7 separate regions of the Mus musculus genome follow, and regions 2, 3, 4, 5, 6 and 7 are each linked to region 1. The links are chromatin contacts, called in public ChIA-PET, Hi-C, HiChIP or PLAC-seq and promoter capture Hi-C maps. All regions are on one chromosome and are shown on one strand. The core of a region is the stretch at or near the end of the contact, and the rest is flanking DNA. Distances in the headings are between cores, read along the strand shown.

Region 1 (2,700 bases), core at 199-2,698:
ACTTCACCAAAGTACTATCAGAAATTTCACACTGTGAAGCAACCTCTGGTAGGACACAAGGAGAAAGACCAGTGATCCTCTGGACAAGGGAAACTTCTTCGGCTGATAAACACTCCACCACTGATATGCTATTAAGTCTTGCACAGTAAATAACCAGGTCTGGTTGCTTCACACTGGTCAGGAGCAGTTTTACATTCTGACCACGCAAGTGGTTCATTACTGTTTTTGTCCTGTCCGTGATCCAGCACTGAGATGCCTGAAACTGTGTTTCTGAATTGAGAACAAACTCCGAGCCAGCCGATGAAAACTGAGGCTGGAGGATTTCTGTTACTATCACCATCCTAATGTCACCATCTGCTGGGCAGTACATAGAAAAGTCCCTGGGAAGCACAAGGCCATCTATGATTCTAGAATCTGAAACAGGAAGGCCTGTCACGCCAACATTCAACTCTGCAAAACAGTGATCCAACAACTCAAATACTTCAACCCCACTTTCACAAGCCATACACTTGAAAACGTAGTCACACATCAACTGTGAAATGAATCTGTGATTGTTTCTTCCCACTCTTCCACAAAAGTATGCTTCCAGGAGCAACTCTAGCGAGTGCCTGCACAGTTTTCTTCCTTCAGTGGATGAAGAAAAGACAGACAGGTAGTGCCTGCTTAAACTCCGGTCTACAATACAACCTAGGGTTTGTGTCTGAAACGTTTGCAGAGCCTGGGAAATAGATTTCCACTGACAACAGTTTTTCCAATGCCTTTCATGGCTCTGAATATTTTCAGAAGTGAATGAATCTTTTCCTTTTTCTCCGATTGCATGAAGTCCTCTGAGTAAATGGCAAAGAAAAATAATAAATGTCTTAGCACCATCTCCTGTCTTTTTAAGGTGACTGGAAACACACGCCACTATCATCCTGTATAGGAAGGGAAAAAAATAACTCAGATTTTCTGGGTTAAATCCACATTTTCATAGCTATAAGGCACACAGATTGTCCTTTTGACATATAGGCTTTGCTTTACTTTTCCTTTAACTACTTCATTCAGGGATGGGGAAAGAGTAAGAAGTGTTCTGTGCACGTGATGAGGTTTGGGGCTCGGGACTAGTAGTTTGGGCAGCTCTCTGATGTCTACACTGGTTTTATCCAGGTCCACGGCCTCAGGATGGGATGGGAGATTGAGGGAGATGCGCGCCTAGTGGAGGGCAGGAGAAGTGAGGTACCTGGCTAAGGGATGCTCTAAGTGCAGCGCCTCCAGGAGGCAGCCTCCATCCCTGCTAAGCAGCACCTCGCCGGTGGGCTTCGTACACAACACTTGGCCGCCCTCGGGCCCCACGCAGCGGTTCGCGATGCTCTCCAGCACCTCGGCCACCCGCAAAGCCGCCGTCACCGACCCCTGGGACGCCATGGGTAAGGAACCACGGGTAACGCTTCCGTTAGGTCAGGCCCGCAGAAGGGCGGAAACGGAAGAGGCGGGGAAAACGGCGGAAGAGCAGTAGCTTTGGCATCGATTGGCGGAAGAGCTCTATGCCCCTCGGTGGGGTGGAGCCCCGCCAGCGGTGGGCGGAGACTCGAGTGGTCCTGGGACGTCCTTACTTTCCTGGTTCACGTCCCGCGGGCCTCCCTGGCCACTGCAACCGCTAGGTCTCTGCAGGGAAGGGCTCGGGCTCGGGGGCGTGATTACCGCCCCATCTCGAGCTTACTTCTCTAGTGCCCCTGCCGTGTAGTTTGCTCTCCTTGCCTTCAAGCAAACGGTTTTAGAATGCAGGGCAGGCGGAGAGAGCTTGGGCATAGCCATTTCTAGGCTCGTGGCTTCCGCTGGGGTGTGCTACCTTGTGTGTGTTCAGGTATGGACGAAACCCCACCTAGTTAAACCACTTGAGCAGAAGTAGATGTTTGCCTTTTATTCACATCGATGATCAATTGTATTTGTCATTTGTACTGTATACCATCCCAAAGCAGAAATGTTTCACCCAGTAAAACACAAAGGCTTTAGGGAGCGCACGAGCGCTGGATTCATAGCTAAAGGGCTTCTTTCAGCCAGAGACCATCTGTCTCTGCTTTCCTCATTTAAAACAAACAAGTTGGTAAAACAAAACAAAACAAACAAAACCAAAAAAACCTTTAAAGTTCCGAGGTGGATAAGTTAGTTTTTGTACTGTTTCTAACTCGAAGTACAGCCAAGTATTTGTCATTTACTCACAAAATTCTCATGGTGGATCATTACCCAGGCTGTCATACCCACAAGAAATGAATGCAGAACAAAGCTGTCAATGTTAGCAGGAAAGTGATCTTGTAGATAGATATTCAATGACGTTTAACACTGACAGCAGTGTCCTTACCCCACACGGGCAAGAGGATTCTGAGGGACAAGTTAGAATGAGGTGAAAGGAAGACAAAATCATGAGTAAAGCCTTCCTGAGGTTTCCTCAATAACTCAGTAGTAAACGACCGGGAGGAGAACAGCATTTCAGTGTCTAATGATACTGCTTCAGTGTTTTTTCTTGGTTGCATTCATCACTGGACATTATCTTTAGACTGAAATAGTGGGATATTTCAAACATTTAAACAGTACAATCAAGTGCACTGTGTAGTCGTGATTCAGGAGGCTTTTACCTGAGAAAGACAGACCGCCTTTATTCTTACTGTGTAGTTTTTGGGGTCATTTAGATATGCTGAGCCTCATCTTTAATGTATAAAATAT
Region 2 (2,733 bases), core at 73-2,572, 490 kb after region 1:
GCTCGGCTTCTGACTGAGTGAGTGAAAACCCTTCAGTGAAAAACAGCTTGCTCTTAACCCCCCCACCCCCCACCCCCAGCCATGTCCAGCTAGGATAGATGAAGCCACAGGACACCAAATGAGGACCGTGGCTACCATGCCTCATTCATCGTTCTTATCTGGTTGACTGCTTGTAGAGAGATGTGAAACACACAGGCTGACTGAGCAGTGTGCTGTCCTATCCTTGGTAACTCTCAAAAGCAAAAGCTAAGGGCATGAGGAATGCCTTACTAGACCAGCATTAGCTAAATTATGATTTTGAGAAGCAAGATCAGGTCAAGGCACCAGGGATCAAAATCCGATGTCTCTGACCTCTGTCTTCACAAGCTCCCTTCCTGGGAGTGGACAGCCCCATCTTGTCAGAATCAGTTCCAGACAGCAGCTCATCTCTAGAAGCTCCTGAGCTTGGAGCCTGGAGGGTCAGGTTTCCAGAAAGCCAGGCAAAGTCATCAATGTGCTGTGTGAGGGTGGAAATTCCATATGGTTTCTGACTTGTAAAAAAGTAAAATAATATTTTCAAAAGGCTCTATCTTCTCTATTTCAGCTTGTTTTCTCAAGGTATAACCTCTCCTTGTGGTTACTCTCTAAAGGGAAGTATTTTTAAAGGTCTCCTTTGGAAATAAAAAAAGTTACGTAAGTTAGACGTTTGAGCTGTGTCAGCAAGTATGTGCCGGGACCGCCTGCCAGCAGGCTGTGGGTCCTCAGTGGCTGCCTGCCTGCCTTCAGACCTGACTCAGAAGGGAGGTGGAGAAAGATTTGACAGTTTCATTTTATATGTGAATAATTTTGAAAATGTTTAACTAGGTTATAATAACCTTGGTTTTTATAAGCCAGGGATTAAGCCAATTCATTCCCCCATCACCCACCCTCCCCATCTCTAACTTTGAGACTGAAATGCTCTACAGTTAAAAGCAAGGACTTGGGATTCCAGATCTTTGCAGAATGGGGATAATGCTAGAGGGTTTGGGGAGAGTATGTCAGATTGGTAACAATAGATAATACTAGCACTGCATTTCACTAAATACAGAATATCCTTATACTTTGGAGTCGACGGTATGAGTCTTGTCTACGATGGCATAATATCCCCACCTTCAGGAATAACGCGTGCATAAAGGGTGATGGAGCCATTAGTTAAGACTATGGTCTTCCATTCCAACACCAATAATTCATTCATTTAATCTCCCTGAGCCTTCATGAATCATTTAGAATGTGGGATGGCAATCACACTAAGGTTTTGTCAGGACTGACTGACTCATGACTGAGTGTTCAGGACAATGAATAGACCCTGTAACAACGGTACAATAACCACAGTATGGGCCGCCCACGGGGCAGGGGTGTTCCAACAGTTGCTCAGAGCACCCTTGCCAACTTCCTGGCCCCCTTCTTGTCCCGCATCATGGCTCTTATTCTTTCTCTCCATGGAACGGTCCTTCAGCTACAATAGCAGCACGCCCAGGAGACCACATCCTCTCCCATTGCATCTGGGTTTGATTAGCCATCCTCTTCCCTTGCATCTGGATTTGATTAGCCATCCTCTCACTCTGCATCTAGATTTGATCAGTTTCTCAGGTCCCACCTCAACCTAGGACAGACACTTCTGTGTTTCAATATTATGTTTACTTTACCGACCCACCAATCTCACAAAAGCAACATTTGTTGTTCCCCTTTCCATGTTTTAACACACGCTTCCAGATTCCGGAAATCAAGTGGTAGAACCTCAGTCCAAAGTTCGTGCTGCCCACTGGTCCCTGGGAGGATGCTCAGAGAGAGAATCTTTCCATATTCTTAGGTATTGCATAGAGGGAGAGTAACCCTCAGACCCACTTTCATGGAACACTACAAAACAGCCCCATTTGAGTTTTCTCAATCAGCTCGAGTTATGGCATCACTTCTGTGTCTCGGGGACACTTCACAGTGAGGAATTACGCGAAGGTGCAGTCTGCCATACTTATCTTGGAGACAGCTGGATCAGTCACAGCCGAGAATAACCAACCCCAAAGGGGTCTATTTCCACCGATCAATCAGCTTGCTGCTGTTGTCCTGGGACGATCACTAACTCCTAAATTCTGCTTTTTGCTCGTTTCTTGGCCTTTAGCTTCTATACCACAGATTACAGCAGGCAAGGAGAGTTAACTTGTTCTTTGGCTTCTTCTATTTTGCCTTGTCCTTACACACCTCCCACCTGTGCCAGCTGTATGAGTCCCCACCCGGTAAGTGCCACCTCGTGGCTAATGCCATCCAAGCATTCTACTGTTCTGTAATAGATGTGTTCGGAGTGCAGTCATTATGAGTTCTGACTGCTCACTCAGGCGGACTTAACTCCTACTCCGTATTTTTAAGTATCAAATAAAATCCCTTTGGTTCTTTATTTGACTTTCAAGTTCATGAAAATCTTCTGTAACATTAAATTGCACCCCAGTGCACTCTCTCTTACTTGACTAAATCGGCACTGTCGAGATGTAACAGTGGGGCTGGTACAGGGTTTCCCGCCGTAACGTTACCATTTATTTTATGTTAAATGACCACAGGCCACATTGTGTCCACCGTGACACTCCTCTAGCGCTTTAACTCCAGTATACCTGGCACACCTAAACTTTGTCCTCCCTATGTAATGTTTTCCAGTACCTGAGGGAGAAGGGAAAGTGGATGTTGTTCAAATCACTGCTTATAATCCTGAGAAATGTTAGTGACTTA
Region 3 (2,700 bases), core at 199-2,698, 330 kb before region 1:
TGCTTGCACACACATGTTCATGCACACACAGATGATTAAAATTTTTATTTTTTTCTTATTTAAAAAAAATTCTGAGCAAAAACTAAGACCTAGCAAAGAAGACCATATCACCAGAAAATGACTCCTTGGTCTGACCACAAGAAATAACAAGAAATAACTCATTTGGGACTAATTGTCCTGGCACACATTGCCATTGTGTCCTTTATGAAGAGAAACTAGAGACAGATATTAGAATCACTCTTATCTGACCATCTTGAGACCAACTCGGAGGCACACAATTAAAGTTCAAGAAATCGGCCATAGCTCCCTTTATTTTCTCCTGTTCATCTACTTTATGAGTTAGTCTGTCTTTATGAGTCTGTCTGTCTGTCTGTCTGTCTGTCTGACAAAGACCAAGTCTTCAGACTGAGTCTCCTTCCATGGGCCTTTTTCAAAACAAAATCCCCAGATGCCTAAAAAGTAGGATAAAATATGAAAAGAGACCTCCCGCCAAAGAAAACCAGCTCCAATATGCCAAACTGAGATAACTTTGAATGTATTAATACATAAGGAGGAATTATTTCTGATCATTTTAAATACAATTCTATAACAGGGGTGAAATGTCTACTCTAATGTTAAAGAAATCCCTAAAAGGTCACCCTAAAGAGGTCATCCTACTTGGGCAGTGGTGGCCTTCAATCCCAGCACTCAGGAGGCAGAGGCAGGTAGATCTCAGGTGAGTTCGAAGCCAGCCTGGTCTAGAGTGAGAGAAACCCTGTCTCAGAAAACCAGAAAAATAAAAAGGAAGAAAGAAAAAGAGGCCATCCTAAATGTATGACTTATCGTATGGTGTATTATCTATCATAGCTAAATTCTTTTAATTTTAATTTTACACACACACACAAACATTGTGGACAGGTGTAGAGGTTAGAGATCAGCGCTCAGAGGACAACGTCCAGGAACCCTTCTCTCTTTCACCACACGGGTACCAGGATGGACCTTGTGTCATCAGGCTTGGTGGCAAGCATCTGTACCTACTGAGTTATTCATCAACCTAGCAGAGAACACGTTTAGTGTGATTTCCCTGTCAGGTTCAGTCCTACCAAAGGATCCCATGTGGGAAAGCAACTAAAGAGCAGGCAGTGTGGGACCACAGTCCGACTACCCCATGACTGTTGTATAGTTCCTGAACCAACAGAGCAACATCATAAAGGATAGGATTGCTTTTCCCGGCCCCTTAACAGCTGCATAGAACCATATGATTGCTTGTGGCTAGCAACGGTAAGTTAACAAAAATAAGTCACTTTCATCGTACCGAGACCACTGAGAGTACAAGACATCTAAGACCTTTCTCGGCTACTGTGGCACGGTAATGGATAGTGTTCGCCGCTCCTCATCTACCTATGACCCGGATTGCATGGGCAAACAGAACCCGTGCCTGAGATGTGTGCACTTTCAAAATCACAACAGCAAAAGAGCAGTAGAGCTGTGTTATGTAAGCTGCTAAGGACTTAGTTTGTCACTGGGACACTGCCTAGCCTAGCCTGGCTAAGAGGAACACACATACACGCACACACATGGACTGCCACCACACACCTCAAGAACGGATCTTCACTGGGAATCCCTAGCATCAATACTAGAATGGGCTCTCAGAGAGTTTCCATCTGGCTGGCCTGGTTTCTCAGCCTACATTCCTAAAGTGTAGCCTCAAGGTAAAGACGTTCAAAATGGATACCCTTCCCACTGATTATCCTGCTGACAGCGAGCGATGCTTCCACAGTATAGACTCCTCCAGAATTTTCTTGCTCTGTTTTGGACACCAGATTCAATTGCCAGAACAAAATTTAAAAATCATGGGCTGGAGCAATGGCCCAGAGGATAAGGGCAGTTGTTTCTCTTGAAGAGACTCACAGTTTAGTTCCCAGAACCCACACGGTGGTTCATGACCATCTGTAACTCCAGTACCAGGAGTCCTATGTTCTCTTCTGACCTCTGCAAATACCAGGGATGAGGGTGGTACACATACACACATGCAGATGGGCACAGTACTCATATGCATAGAATAAAATAAATAAATCTAAAAAAAAAAATAGTCTAATTTGGAAATCATGCAAAGGATTTGGGCCTCTAATTCCAGCACTCAGGAGGCAGAGGCAGGTGGATCTCTGCATTCAAGGCCAGCCTAGTCTACAAAGCAATTCCGGAATAGCCAGGGCTACCCAGAGAAACTCTGTCTTGGAACACCAAAAATAACTAAATACATTCACAGGAGTCACTTCTGCAGGCTAGAAGCTCACAGACACATCCCTGTTCAGCAGCAGGAGCTGACTTCCCCTGCATCAGAGCATCTTAGCCCGGCTGCTTTTCCTTGTTAAGCGTCTTTTCCGGGCTATTTACAATTAGTCTGTAATCATTTTGAACAAAAGATTTCTCAAAGCTGGTTTTCAGTTTCTGCCCCCTGAGGAGACCGTTTCCTATCCTGCTCGCTGTCACTATTCATTTAGCACAATACTGGGTTGTCACAACACCCACCCCTAAAAAAGCAGTCTCCTTGACATTTCACCACAACCTTGAGGGCCGGAGGGTTTGTTTTTTTTTTTTTAATGCAATTTTCCAGCCGGTGGTTTCAAATTATTTCACAAAGAACTATAAGTTAAATGAATCTTTTAGGGAAAAAAAAGATAATAAAAGAGAAGCCAAATCTCTTTCAACCAAGCTTAC
Region 4 (2,700 bases), core at 33-2,532, 470 kb before region 1:
TCTTTTGTCAAATATTACCACAGTGGTGAGAAAAAGTCACCACCCTACTGAGCCCCTATTCCCACGTCTTCCTGCATCTAACCTCTCCAAGCCTGACTTAGACAGGCCAACTCGGCTCTACCACAGTTCTCCACTTCTGCCCAGTCCCTCTCAAAATCAGACCCTTCCATGGATAGACCTAACTGTGTGATGCTTGTAAGCCATGCCGCTCAAGGTGTGATGTGTGGGTCTCCAGCGGCTGTATCATCTGGTAACTTGCTAGACATGCACAACAGAATCTCCCTTTATTGCCACACCCAAGATCACTTACATATGCTCATGACATACTGTCTGACAGTACCAGTCCAATGTATGGATTCTCACGTAACAGTTTATGGCAAAGGCTAACAAAGCTATAGCCAACTAGGGTAATAAGGTTTGTTAGCCATTTTAAAATAGTCTCTGAGATAAGAATAATGACACTAGTGGGGGAATCAAAAGGAGGGTCGTTATTTCCCAACACATGAAATGGTATGAAGTCCAAATATTAGTGTCTACAAGTATAGCTTTGTTGGAACATATGTCCATTCATTAATATTTGCCTATGCCTACTTTTACACACAATGGCAGAGTTGAGCATTTATAGCAAAGACTGTATGACTGGTAAGTACAATAATATTTTATATCTGGTCCTTTTCAGAGGTTTGGTGACTCTTGTTTTTAGAAGAAAACAATCATGATCAAGTGGGAAAAAGAATGAGCTAGAAAGAGAGTTTGGTAGCGTGGTAGTTTGGCGTGCTGCCAAGCCTGATGACCTCAGTTCAACCTCAGGAAACCACCTAAGAGGGGTGCCAACTCCCTCCTCTGTCCTCTGACCTCCATTCATGCACACACATACATGCACTAGGTAAATGAATGTCAAACAATTAAATAATAGAACTGCCAGTTATGAGGTAGGAAGGGGAAGAAAGTAAATAGCTGAGCAAGTGAAGTTTCCTCCTGAGTGCTAAACCCTCTGGTGACCCAGCTGCTGCAGAGTGGGAGCTTGTATCTGTTACCCTCATCACTTCCCGCTGATGATTGCTCCCCGTGGAAACGCAGAGGTGGGCTTTAAACATGACAAGAGAGTGTGTATGTTGGGGGGGGGGGGGTTGTCCCAGAGGTTCAGAGTTGAGGAGGGATACATGGAGGATTTGAGGTTCACTAGCTTCACGACACAGTCTTCACTTAGGTTCATACTCCTCAAACAAAATCAGTGGCCGGGGAGGGGGCTATCTCTAGCCCTGGAGAGCTAAATGACTCACTACTTCTATTGAAAGGAATGCCTAAAAATGAAAGCATTCCAGTTTGAACATCACAGCCGCTCTGCCTGCAGCCCTTCTTTTTTCCACATTCCATAATTTCATGTCTCCAGGAGACCAGTTCGGACTTTATTCATGATCTAAACGTTCACACAGCGGTACACTTCGGAGAATGGTAGTTATTATGATTTACTAAGAAATGTTCTGTAGGTTGCTTTTTTCTTCCATTCCCATTCTCTCAAACTTTATGGCCTTGCCTTTTCCTTCTGTATTGCCAGCATGAGGACAATAGTCAATAATTTTAAGAAACCATTTTCGTAGTTTCAAAAAGCTTCTACCTAAAGAACAGCTCGGGTGTCGGGGAGCAGTGCAGTTGATAAGAATGCTTGCGTGAAGCTGGGCGGTGGTGGCACACGCCTTTAATCCCAGCACTTGGGAAGCAGAGGCAGGCGGATTTCTGAGTTCGAGGCCAGCCTGGTGTACAGAGTGAGTTCCAGGACAGCCAGGGCTATACAGAGAAACCCTGTCTCAAAAAACAACAACAACAACAACAACAACAACAACAACAAAACAAAAACACCCCCCCCCAAAAAAACAAACAAACAAAAATGCTTGCATGGAGCTCTTAGATTCAATCCCCAGTCCCACATAAACTTAGTTGAAGGCAGATTCTGTCGTCCCATACTCTGTTGGTAGAGGCAGGAGGATTAGAAGATCAGTTATCCTTGACTAAGCAATGACTTGGAGGCCAGCCTGTGCTACGTAAGGCCCACAGTTTAAAAATAAATAAATGGGGCCAGCAAAAGTTTCATCAGGTAAAGGTGTCATGGCCACCAGAGTTCTACCCCTATAAAGGTGTTAGGAGAGAACCAACTCTACAAACTTGTCCTCTGACCTCCACGTAGACCGCACTACACATTACCACACATATACACTGCATACACACACACATTGACAATAGTAATATGTTTTAAATGATGATGAAAAACTTCTCAAATGTGTTCAACTCAAAACATAAGGGATTATTCTAAAAGTGCACACAACATCCAACTCCTTCAAATGACAAAAGGATTTGAAATTATGAGCCTTGAGGAGGCCATAGTTACTTGAGAATGTTTCCTGAAATTTATCAGGAAATGAAGGAAGGCAAAGGAGGAAGAATTGAGATCTTTATCAACCTGTAGCCCACGTGTCTTTTTGTTGTTGTCGTTGTCGTCATCATCGTTGTTGTTGTTGAGAAAGTTTTTGTGGCTTTAATGTATCATGAGGCATTGAAACATCTGAACAAATCAGTATCTAGGCGGTTGGTGAGGCAGCTGTTTTCCCTTCACTCCTTCGGGTTACTAAAGCAACTTGTCAGTAGATTAAAAAATAAATAAATAAACCAAAACCAAAACCCGACCATCTTTTGCATTACTTA
Region 5 (2,767 bases), core at 35-2,534, 360 kb before region 1:
AGACCAGCAGGCCTGTGGCTGTGCCTGTCACACTCACTTTACCCCAGCTGTCTAGAAGCATTTGACGGCTGTGTATACATTTGTGTGTGTGTGTGTGTGTGTGAGTGTAAGTGTGTGTGTGTATGAGTGTGTGTGAGTGTGTGAGTATGTATATGTGTGTGTGTTTATGTGTGTATGAGTGTGTGTGTGTGTGTGTGTAAGTGTGTGTATGTATGAGTGTGTGTGAGTGTGTGAGTATGTATATGTGTGTGTGTTTATGTGTGTATGAGTGTGTATGAGTGTGTGTGTGTGTGTGTGTGTGTGTGTGTGTATGTGTGTGTGCTCTGCTTCTGAAGCAGAGATAAGAGCTCTCTTATGTTATTAGCACTTAGATGAGTGTCCTGAGCCATGGACATAAACTAAACCCAAAAGCAAGAAATATCACTGGGCAGCTTCTTATTGCTTCTAATTAAATGTTGCTACAATTGTCACGACTGTCCCCACAGTCCTATACTTCCCTCTAACCTCGCTAATAACCCAGGGCCAGTGTTCACTTTGTTAATGATGAGAAGGTGAGGCTGGGGAAGGAAATGCTCTCTGTACCCAAGCATCACAAGCATCAAGTGTCTGGACTGGCAACCGGTGTCCTCTAACCTGCAACAAACAGTCTTCGGAATTTACAAACAGAGATCCAAGACGTCCCTGAGCTGTGCCAGCTAAGCCAGTGGGTGCCGATGTGTGATCTGAACTACACCTCCCAATAAGCCTGCAATGATCAGCAGACCCAAAAGCGTTCCTATCTACCCAAACACACGCATAGTGTGCTGTAGGCATCTGTAAAAGCAGGTTGGGGACCGTAGTAATACAATGCTCTGGAAAGAGGAAATAGCTGGTAATTAGCTTAGTCCTTCTTATTCCCTGCTGAGAGTTTCTGCACCTGGGCACTGTGCCCACGGTAAAGGGAGAGGAAGAACCATAACCTAAGGAAGACTTGCAAGTGACTGAAGCACAGAGGTAGAAATGCCAGGGTCTTGCCTCACCCTGAGGCAGTCGGAGCAAAACAGTCTGAGTTAGAATTAGCTTCACGTCAACTGGAACGGCAGCTTAAGAACTCCTCTTGTCAGAGATTTTTTTCCCCCTTTTCCAGTCGAAAGAACTAAAGACAAGCCCGAAGTCAGAAGAACAATAAAGCAGGTAAAAACTTGCACTGAACACAAACAGAGACCCATTCTTGTGACTGGCAAGCCATAGGTCATGGTTCGGTACTTCAGTATGACGGCCGTATTCCCTCTGTGACTCACATGCTCTCTGTAGAAAGACTCTGCGGGGAGGATATGAGTAGCTAGCTTAAATAATTGCAGGGTACCTGTGCCACCGGGACTCCTGTTGCTGGAGCGACCGCATCTCTCCGTATTCAGGGAAGTGTTTTCATATGACCCAGCCAAGGAGCTCATGTCTGTGACACCCCGGGGAAATTAAGGAATGATTTTTGAGAAACGGCAGACGAAATTAAGGTTCTTGTAGAATTGGGCTGGATTTTCTCAGAAGAGAATATAAATACCAGTCTGGCAGGAAGGTACATGCCTGTAACCCTGGCACTCGGGACACAGGGGTAAAAGGCTTATGAGTTCAAAGGCAATCAAGAGCTATAAACAGAGGTGGAGGCCAATTTTGGCTACATGGTAAGACCCCATCTCAAGTAAGTAAGTAAATTAATGGCTGGCACTGTGCTCTAACAAGGTCGTCTTTATCTCTAGACTTAGAAGAATCCCATGAGATAGCAGTATTATCACTAGTATTTTTGAAGTGAGGAGACAGACTAGGAGATATTAATTAACACCCCAAGGTCACAAGTGCTAGTAAAGGCAGCCTTCCAGCCCAGTTGTGCAGGCTGCTAGACCCACCATGGCCTTCCCTACCCACTGCTCCACAAATCCTGCCCTTAAGAACCAAGGCAATATCAACACAGAGCTATTCTCTTTTTTTTTTTTTTTTTTTTTTTTTTTTTATTTATTATATGTAAGTACACTGTAGCTGTCTTCAGACGCACCAGAAGAGGGCATCAGATCTCTGTTACAGGTGGTTGTGAGCCACCATGTGGTTGCTGGGATTTGAACTTTGGACCTTTGGAAGAGCAGTCGGGTGCTCTTACCCCCTGAGCCATCTCACCAGCCCCCAGAGCTATTCTCTTAACTTTTAGAATTGTACAATATTTATTTTCATAATTGTAAATAACCTTACGTCCTAATGTCCATCCTTTTGAGGAGTCATGAATATTCTCACCCATCCTGAAATAGTTCCATCCCATGCTGGAGGGAAAGGAGCCTGAGTTTTAGATTCATTTGCTCAGCACTGCAACGCAGCGGGGACGATGGCTCATTTCCACGGACACAGCAAATCCCCTCTATGTCAAGGACCATGAGCTGTGCTGGTGAGTTGGCTCAGGAGGCAAAGGGGCTTGCCACCAAGACCGATGGCCTCAGTTCAATCCCTGGCTCCCACGAGGTGGAAGGGGTGAACCCCTGAAAACTCTCCTCTGAACTCCACATACATACTATGGCACTGTGTTCACACACACACACATCCCCCACACACATTTAACAAATGTAATTTTTTAAATGTAAACACCATGTAGACAATGTGACTATAAGCCTTGCTGTAAACCACCATAAATAACTGGGTGACCATGATTTTATCTTGGGCGAAAGCAATCAGCTACCCGGCAACCCAGGCCTTTGGTTGCTATGCAGTACTGAGAAGAGCTTCAGGACTCCACTTAACTCTTGAC
Region 6 (2,700 bases), core at 48-2,547, 380 kb after region 1:
GCACCGAGGTGTGCTCCAACATATTCAAGATAACTAAGCAAACAGTGTTCCAGAGACTCATGGGATGTATACGTCTATGGCAACCTGGCTATAAAAAGTGGGGTCAAACAGCCTTGAGGAGTAATGAAGGAATTATCAGTAACAATTACAAGGCAATGGCAGAGAATAGGGTCCCAAATGTCACTTGTATGCAGTGTTGAGATTGTATGAGTCTCTCTTTTGAAATCTACCGTTTAAATCTTTCTTGAAGAATCTGGGTACAAGAATCACTTCCTTTTTGGATTCTTTGGTTTTATGTAAGTAGAGATTAAGCACGCATTGAAAAAGTCAATAATTTAACTATTTTCGCTGCCCAAGTTAAAAAATTACTACACCCAGCCCCCCCCCCGCCCCGAACTGAAAAGCATTTAATAAAGTAAAAATGTATGCGACTCAAACAAAACAGGTCAAACCAAATATTTACTCAAAAAGTAATCAGGTAAACAAATAAAGTTCAAAGTCCTGGCTTCCAAGGGGGCAGAAGTTTCAAGAGCTCTCCCCTCACCTCACCCCTTACCTCACGGATGCCTATAACTATTATCTAGCTCTGAACCCATACTGTGACTTTTAGGACCTGTTGCAGAATTTCAGAACCAAGCAATGCTGTATCCTTGTTTGTACTTTAAAGGTAGAAAGCACCAGGAAAAGCTAGGAATGTTCAACTAGAATTTCACTATGGTTCCTTCTGTGCCGGGTGGGCAGAGACCACCGAACAAAGGCGATGGCCAGGAGCTCCGTTTCGCCACAGGAGAACTGGAGCTCAGAGGGTATGGAGACGCCCACCACCCCAGAGTACCCACCCAATTCCCGAGAAGGTCGTCAGGGCTGGGCAGACACACCCTTGGGGCACTGGAGCCCCGAAGCCTCTAACCCCTCCTACCCGAAGGGGAGAATCAGCCCTGGGAGGGAGCCTGGGGCTACAAAAAGAGGCATTGGCGGCCACGAGAAACTCCCAGCTCGCCTCTCTCCCAGAGAACAGGATGGAAAATTAAAGGTCACAGGGGATGATTTACCTGCCCCAAGGACATGAGGTCCCAGGGCAGGGATGGTCTGGGGGCGACAGCAGGTGTGCTAGTGGACCCCGCATTGGGGCAGAAGTGAGAGGACGGGTGGAAGCATAGTCAGGAGCAGGGGTGGAGATGACAGGGACCGCGGGGCTGCAGGCTTCCTAGGACTCACCCGAGTGGGAGGAGGGAGCACGCGGCGGGCGGAGCTAACGAGGTCTGACCGAGGAAAGCCGCGGGCGGATCCGGAGACTGGCGGGAGCGCGTGTGCCCGCTTTTAAAGACTTATGTTGGGCGTGGCCTTGTTCGCCACGCCCATCATCGGTCATGCCCCTCGGGGTGTGCGATGGTCTCCGCCCGGCCCGCTGAGCTGGGCTCCCGCTGCGGGTTTCGAGCTCTGGCCCCGAGACAAAAGACCGGAATCCCGCCTCTTCCTGCGGCTTCCCGCGCGTCCGAGTCTCCCACCGTCTCCGGCTGCTCCTACCCGCCGGTCCCGGGACGTCCGGAGCACTCAGGATCGGCCCGGAGCCAGCGAGATCCGGTGTCGCCCCGTGGGATTCCCGCCACCCTTTACTGCACAAACGCCATATGTTAGCCTCCGGGGTGCAGGACTCCCCGGTGCAGGATAGTCTCTGGTCAGAATCCCGGCTTCTGGAATCCGCAGCTTTCCTGTCGCGAAAGAGCTGCATTCCTCATCTAGACTAAACAAATGACGTTATGAAAACACCTCATTCCCCAAGTGTTTTGCTTTCCCCCACCACTCTTTGCTGAGGGGGGAAGAAACCCACAACCCACGCAGAAACCCTGGCGCCAAAAGGCTTCGGGTTTCAGTTTGCAATTGTTTGCAGTTGTCCGAAAAGTCCAGGGATGTCTCGCCGGCGAAGACAGCAGAAAGGACCTAAAATCTGGGCTTGAGGTGACATATTATTGTTCTAGACAAAAAGCAAAATAATGTCATCTCTATCTGGTTTGTATTCTAGGACATTTGGTGATCCACTTCTCTGTCATCAGTAGTGGGTTGCCCTAAGAATTAGTATTTGAAGAGTGGTGACCTCCACGCCGCAATAGGCAGCGACCAAAACTACTCCCCTCTGTCACAAATCGATCACCCCTTTCATCCAGGCGCAACATCATGCTGTTAATAGCCTAGTTCTTTGGTGGGGGTTAGGATGACTTTAACTGATAGATGCCAGTACCCTCGCGTTGCGACAATAAAAAATTTCCCGCTTACGTTGCCAAAGGCCCTGTTAGGGGGGGTAGGAGGAGGCAGAGTTGAGGAAGGCCCCTCCGGTGACAAAGTACAGGCCTGGTTTATGCCTTTTTATGTCGTATGCTGGGCCCAATCCAAAATAAGCTCGTAATTGCAGCCAGATTCTCTGTCCACCAAGGACTGTTGAAAAACAGTGCAAGTAGTGATTGACATCTCCCCCAGATTGCGGCAGGAGTTTGAAAGCATGGGTGCCTGCTGTGAGCTTTTCTAAATACCAGCAATTCTTACATTCACGATTCCGATCTGTTTGCTTTACCTCCGCAGCTTGCTGCACTTCTTACGGGAGGGGCTTCTGGTTTGTTTTCACTGAAGGAAGCAGGGTAGTTCATGTTCCCTTTTTTTCAGCAAGCGATTGTCCTTTTTCTGCTACTCCTGAGGTCCACTAGA
Region 7 (2,700 bases), core at 173-2,672, 370 kb before region 1:
GACCTGGAAGTGTTCCCAAATATGTATTCCCAGGGAATGGAGTGAATGTCCTGTCCCTCTGTAAACAATGATAAGCAATAATAATAACATAACAACAAATAGAGAACAGATTCATGTTGGCTCCCTTTTTCTAATTTTCAAGTGGGAGAAGGAAAGGTCTGGTCCGAAAATCTAGACAACAAGGGTTGATTTTTATTTACAGTGATAGAAAAAAAAATTAACGTTGAAATCTCAGAACAGGTTACCCAAATGCCTACAAATCATTTAATGCACCTGCCCAGCTCCAGCACAGCCTCTTCCCGCAGAAATCAAAGCCAAATTGCTCAAGGGTCACCTAGGAGTTCAGCCCCAACCATTTCCCTGACTATACCTGCGAATTATGTGAATGAATCTTTTCTGAACTAGCGTGCTTCCCTCCAGCTACCTCTCTTCAGCAGGCTGAGCTAGAGGGCTGGAGGTCAGGATGTGGCCCAGTCTCCTGTTGTAGAAATACCCGCAGGGTGATATATGCGTGTTCATTACACACCTACCGTTTGCCAGGCACCTAGGAACAGAGCCTCTCCGTGAGCTTCCCTTCACTTCATGAAGAAATGTCGTAGAGTGTATAACCTAGTCTGTAATGTCGACGAGTGGTGTGAGGAGACATGGGAGTGGATGATGGGAAAGGCCTATAATTAAGAGCTGAGGGTTGAGAGGGGGCAGCAACAGAAGCTCTAGAGAGGGGGGGCAGGAGCAAGAGGAGAAGAGAAAGGAGCAAGAGCTCTAGAGAGCAAGAGAGGGAGAGGAGGGGGCAAGCAGCCCCTTTTATAGTGAGGCAGGCACATCTGGCTGTGGTCCGGTAACTGTGGGGCAGAGCCTAGACTAAATGCCAGCACTGGGTATTTGAAGTCGTGTGAGCATTGTAAATGACCTGGAATTTTATTCTTGGTCAATGGGATGTCATTCAAAGACAGGACTAAGAAAATGGCTTTCAACAATGTTCATGGGGTCACTCTTGGGACGATGAAAAGACCACAGTGAGAAAAGAGGGTACCCAGTGAGGCCACTGGCCAGCACTACAAGATGAAAGGGGCACAATTGCCCTACTGGGGCCATGTTCAGTCTGAGATGTCTGTTAGACATCTAGGAGGAAAGGTTAATGACATAATTGAAAATGCGAGTCTGGTTTGAATTAAAAAACAAAAACAAAAAACAAATGCTGGACTAGGAGTATAGATTTTTAGCATTTGGGGGACCTGGCAAACTCAGGGAAGGGGCATTCAAAGGAAAGAAAGAAAACTGTGTAGAAAATCCACCATTCACAGCCTCACAAAGAGAAGCCTGAAAAAGAGACAAACTGGGGTGGGGGTGGGGTGGGAGTTCTGCATGATATAGAGGAAGCCCAGATAAGACTGTTACAACAGGAAACTGACCAACTCTGCCAAACTCTGCTAAAGGAGAGAGTAACCAAACACTGGTTGGTCAGTGCCTAATCTCAATTCCCCTATAGGATCCATTGCAGTGGGTTGGATGGGTTGGGGGACGCAGATAATCGAACTCTAAAGTTGCTCCCCACCTTTTGCTTTTATGACTTGACACAGCTATAAGTATCCCTTCTACACTGTCCCTTATACATCCCTAAGGACACCATTCTGACGTCCTCAATTCCTCCACCACTATTTCAAAACAAATATAGATTTTACTGGAAGAAAAAGTAAATAAAATGAAATGAGTCAACCCACTGAATCTCTCCCCAGGCCCTAAAGGCTCAGGAACAACTTCGCTAAGTGCCCTTGGGATGCCTTGCTGGAGTCAAGTGTTTACAGTAGAGTCTCCAGTTTCACTCTGAATGACCTCACTCAATAGAGCGAAGCCCGGCAGATCCGGTTTGACAGCCTCTCTCCAACTCAGCTCTAATCAGCCAAGGATCAGATCTGCTGTCACCCCATTCTTCAGGATGAATCAGCTTTTCAAGTGGAAGGGAAGGAGAATCAGTCTGTTAAGTCAAAGTTACCCGAGCTGCCCGTCTATTCATGAGAAGCTAGGGAGATTGTAAAAGGCCTCTGTTAGTTTCACATCTCAGAGAAAGAAGAAAATTAGTCTTCATCCGCTGAGGTTGGCAGAACAGAACCCATGAACTGGGTATTTCACAAGTGACAGCAATTTCCTCCCCACAGTTCTTAAAGTCCCAGTTCTTAAAGCCCAGTGACAGCAGAGTCACTGTCTTTTGAAGGAGTATTTCCTGATTCATAGAGGGCACTTTCTCACTGGGCCTTCATAGGACATGACTGCAAATGCCCACCTTTGGGTATCATCAGGAGGGGCTGCACCCCACACACGGAAGGAGAAAGTCACCTCTCCCACAGCCCCGTGATGCAAAGTCATGGCGTTGCTGATTTTGCTTCCACACAGAATTTGAGAGAACCCAAACGTTCAGACCGCAGTGGCGTGTTTACATGCACAGACAGGCATGCATATAAACACATATAAACTCATTTCCTTTTTAATCTTCTGGTTCAATGATAATCTCTTATGTGTGGAAGAGGGCACTTTTGCTTCCCAGACAGCAGCTGTCATGACGGAGACACTGCAGGCATCTCGGGTGGATGGGGAGGCCAGGATGCCACCAAAAAAAGCCCGCACAATGGACAGAACATCTCCCCACAGAAAAATCTGACCCAAAACGTCAAGAAGTTCAAGTAGAGAAACCCGGAAGTCATG

What was found. Promoter capture Hi-C pulls out the DNA fragments that hold promoters and counts their contacts. Hi-C and Micro-C count contacts between places; a contact is called where the count stands out from the background. ChIA-PET counts read pairs in DNA pulled down with a chosen protein or histone mark. HiChIP or PLAC-seq counts read pairs in DNA pulled down with a chosen protein or histone mark.
Region 2: a Hi-C map of the N1E-115 cell line shows a contact between it and region 1, with 4 times the contacts expected there. The contact joins the enhancer-like site here to the promoter of Bbs10 in region 1. A contact is called at or near these places in 1 of 39 promoter capture datasets (pre-B cells) and 4 of 484 Hi-C or Micro-C datasets (the Ba/F3 cell line, the G1E-ER4 cell line, the N1E-115 cell line and 1 more).
Region 3: a promoter capture Hi-C map of liver shows a contact between it and region 1, with 2.4 times the contacts expected there. The contact joins the enhancer-like site here to the promoter of Bbs10 in region 1. A contact is called at or near these places in 3 of 39 promoter capture datasets (the 3T3-L1 cell line, liver and neural stem cells) and 4 of 9 other capture datasets (adipose tissue, embryonic stem cells, liver and 1 more).
Region 4: an HNF4G HiChIP or PLAC-seq map of pancreatic cancer cells shows a contact between it and region 1. The contact joins the enhancer-like site here to the promoter of Bbs10 in region 1. A contact is called at or near these places in 1 of 39 promoter capture datasets (liver), 1 of 115 datasets of contacts at active chromatin or transcription factors (pancreatic cancer cells) and 2 of 9 other capture datasets (macrophages and pancreatic islet).
Region 5: a contact with region 1 is called in a promoter capture Hi-C map of pre-B cells, with 3 times the contacts expected there. The contact joins the enhancer-like site here to the promoter of Bbs10 in region 1. A contact is called at or near these places in 8 of 39 promoter capture datasets (the 3T3-L1 cell line, the C10 cell line, embryonic stem cells and 3 more), 1 of 15 datasets of contacts at CTCF or cohesin (pro-B cells), 9 of 484 Hi-C or Micro-C datasets (B cells, the G1E-ER4 cell line, embryonic stem cells and 1 more), 1 of 115 datasets of contacts at active chromatin or transcription factors (embryonic stem cells) and 1 of 9 other capture datasets (macrophages).
Region 6: a contact with region 1 is called in an RNA polymerase II ChIA-PET map of memory CD8 T cells, with 11 read pairs. The contact joins the promoter of Csrp2 here to the promoter of Bbs10 in region 1. A contact is called at or near these places in 1 of 39 promoter capture datasets (pre-B cells), 1 of 484 Hi-C or Micro-C datasets (embryonic stem cells), 1 of 115 datasets of contacts at active chromatin or transcription factors (memory CD8 T cells) and 1 of 9 other capture datasets (adipose tissue).
Region 7: a contact with region 1 is called in a FOXA1 HiChIP or PLAC-seq map of pancreatic cancer cells. The contact joins the enhancer-like site here to the promoter of Bbs10 in region 1. A contact is called at or near these places in 3 of 39 promoter capture datasets (embryonic stem cells, macrophages and stem cell-derived epiblast-like cells), 1 of 484 Hi-C or Micro-C datasets (nephron progenitors), 2 of 115 datasets of contacts at active chromatin or transcription factors (embryonic stem cells and pancreatic cancer cells) and 1 of 9 other capture datasets (macrophages).

Annotation. Positions count from the first base shown.
Region 1 is chr10:111,297,427-111,300,126 of GRCm38.p6, reverse strand. Bbs10 (Bardet-Biedl syndrome 10 (human)) reads right to left here and starts at 1,448. Exons shown (of 2, transcript NM_027914.1): 1 at 1,220-1,448; 2 at 1-914. The coding sequence starts at 1,404.
Region 2 is chr10:110,803,175-110,805,907 of GRCm38.p6, reverse strand. The region is part of intron 2 of 1700020G17Rik (RIKEN cDNA 1700020G17 gene); the gene reads left to right. Among named protein-coding and RNA genes, the nearest start is that of Gm36808, 6.0 kb to the right of the region's middle. Within about 2 kb of position 1,322, at least 71 of the 459 cell types and tissues checked have an H3K27ac peak or open chromatin away from gene starts, as enhancers often do. A contact at or near this core is called in the N1E-115 cell line, where this site is marked.
Region 3 is chr10:111,624,504-111,627,203 of GRCm38.p6, reverse strand. No RefSeq gene overlaps it. Among named protein-coding and RNA genes, the nearest start is that of Gm40763, 11 kb to the left of the region's middle. Within about 2 kb of position 1,448, at least 18 of the 459 cell types and tissues checked have an H3K27ac peak or open chromatin away from gene starts, as enhancers often do. A contact at or near this core is called in liver, where this site is marked.
Region 4 is chr10:111,768,368-111,771,067 of GRCm38.p6, reverse strand. It overlaps the pseudogene Gm46193. Among named protein-coding and RNA genes, the nearest start is that of Gm30624, 85 kb to the right of the region's middle. Within about 2 kb of position 1,282, at least 35 of the 459 cell types and tissues checked have an H3K27ac peak or open chromatin away from gene starts, as enhancers often do. A contact at or near this core is called in pancreatic cancer cells, where this site is marked.
Region 5 is chr10:111,653,123-111,655,889 of GRCm38.p6, reverse strand. No RefSeq gene overlaps it. Among named protein-coding and RNA genes, the nearest start is that of Gm40763, 18 kb to the right of the region's middle. Within about 2 kb of position 1,284, at least 31 of the 459 cell types and tissues checked have an H3K27ac peak or open chromatin away from gene starts, as enhancers often do. A contact at or near this core is called in pre-B cells and pro-B cells, where this site is marked.
Region 6 is chr10:110,918,773-110,921,472 of GRCm38.p6, reverse strand. It overlaps Csrp2 (cysteine and glycine-rich protein 2), which reads right to left and starts at 1,297. Exons shown (of 6, transcript NM_007792.4): 1 at 1,219-1,297.
Region 7 is chr10:111,672,108-111,674,807 of GRCm38.p6, reverse strand. No RefSeq gene overlaps it. Among named protein-coding and RNA genes, the nearest start is that of Gm30624, 12 kb to the left of the region's middle. Within about 2 kb of position 1,422, at least 155 of the 459 cell types and tissues checked have an H3K27ac peak or open chromatin away from gene starts, as enhancers often do. A contact at or near this core is called in macrophages, nephron progenitors, pancreatic cancer cells and 1 more, where this site is marked.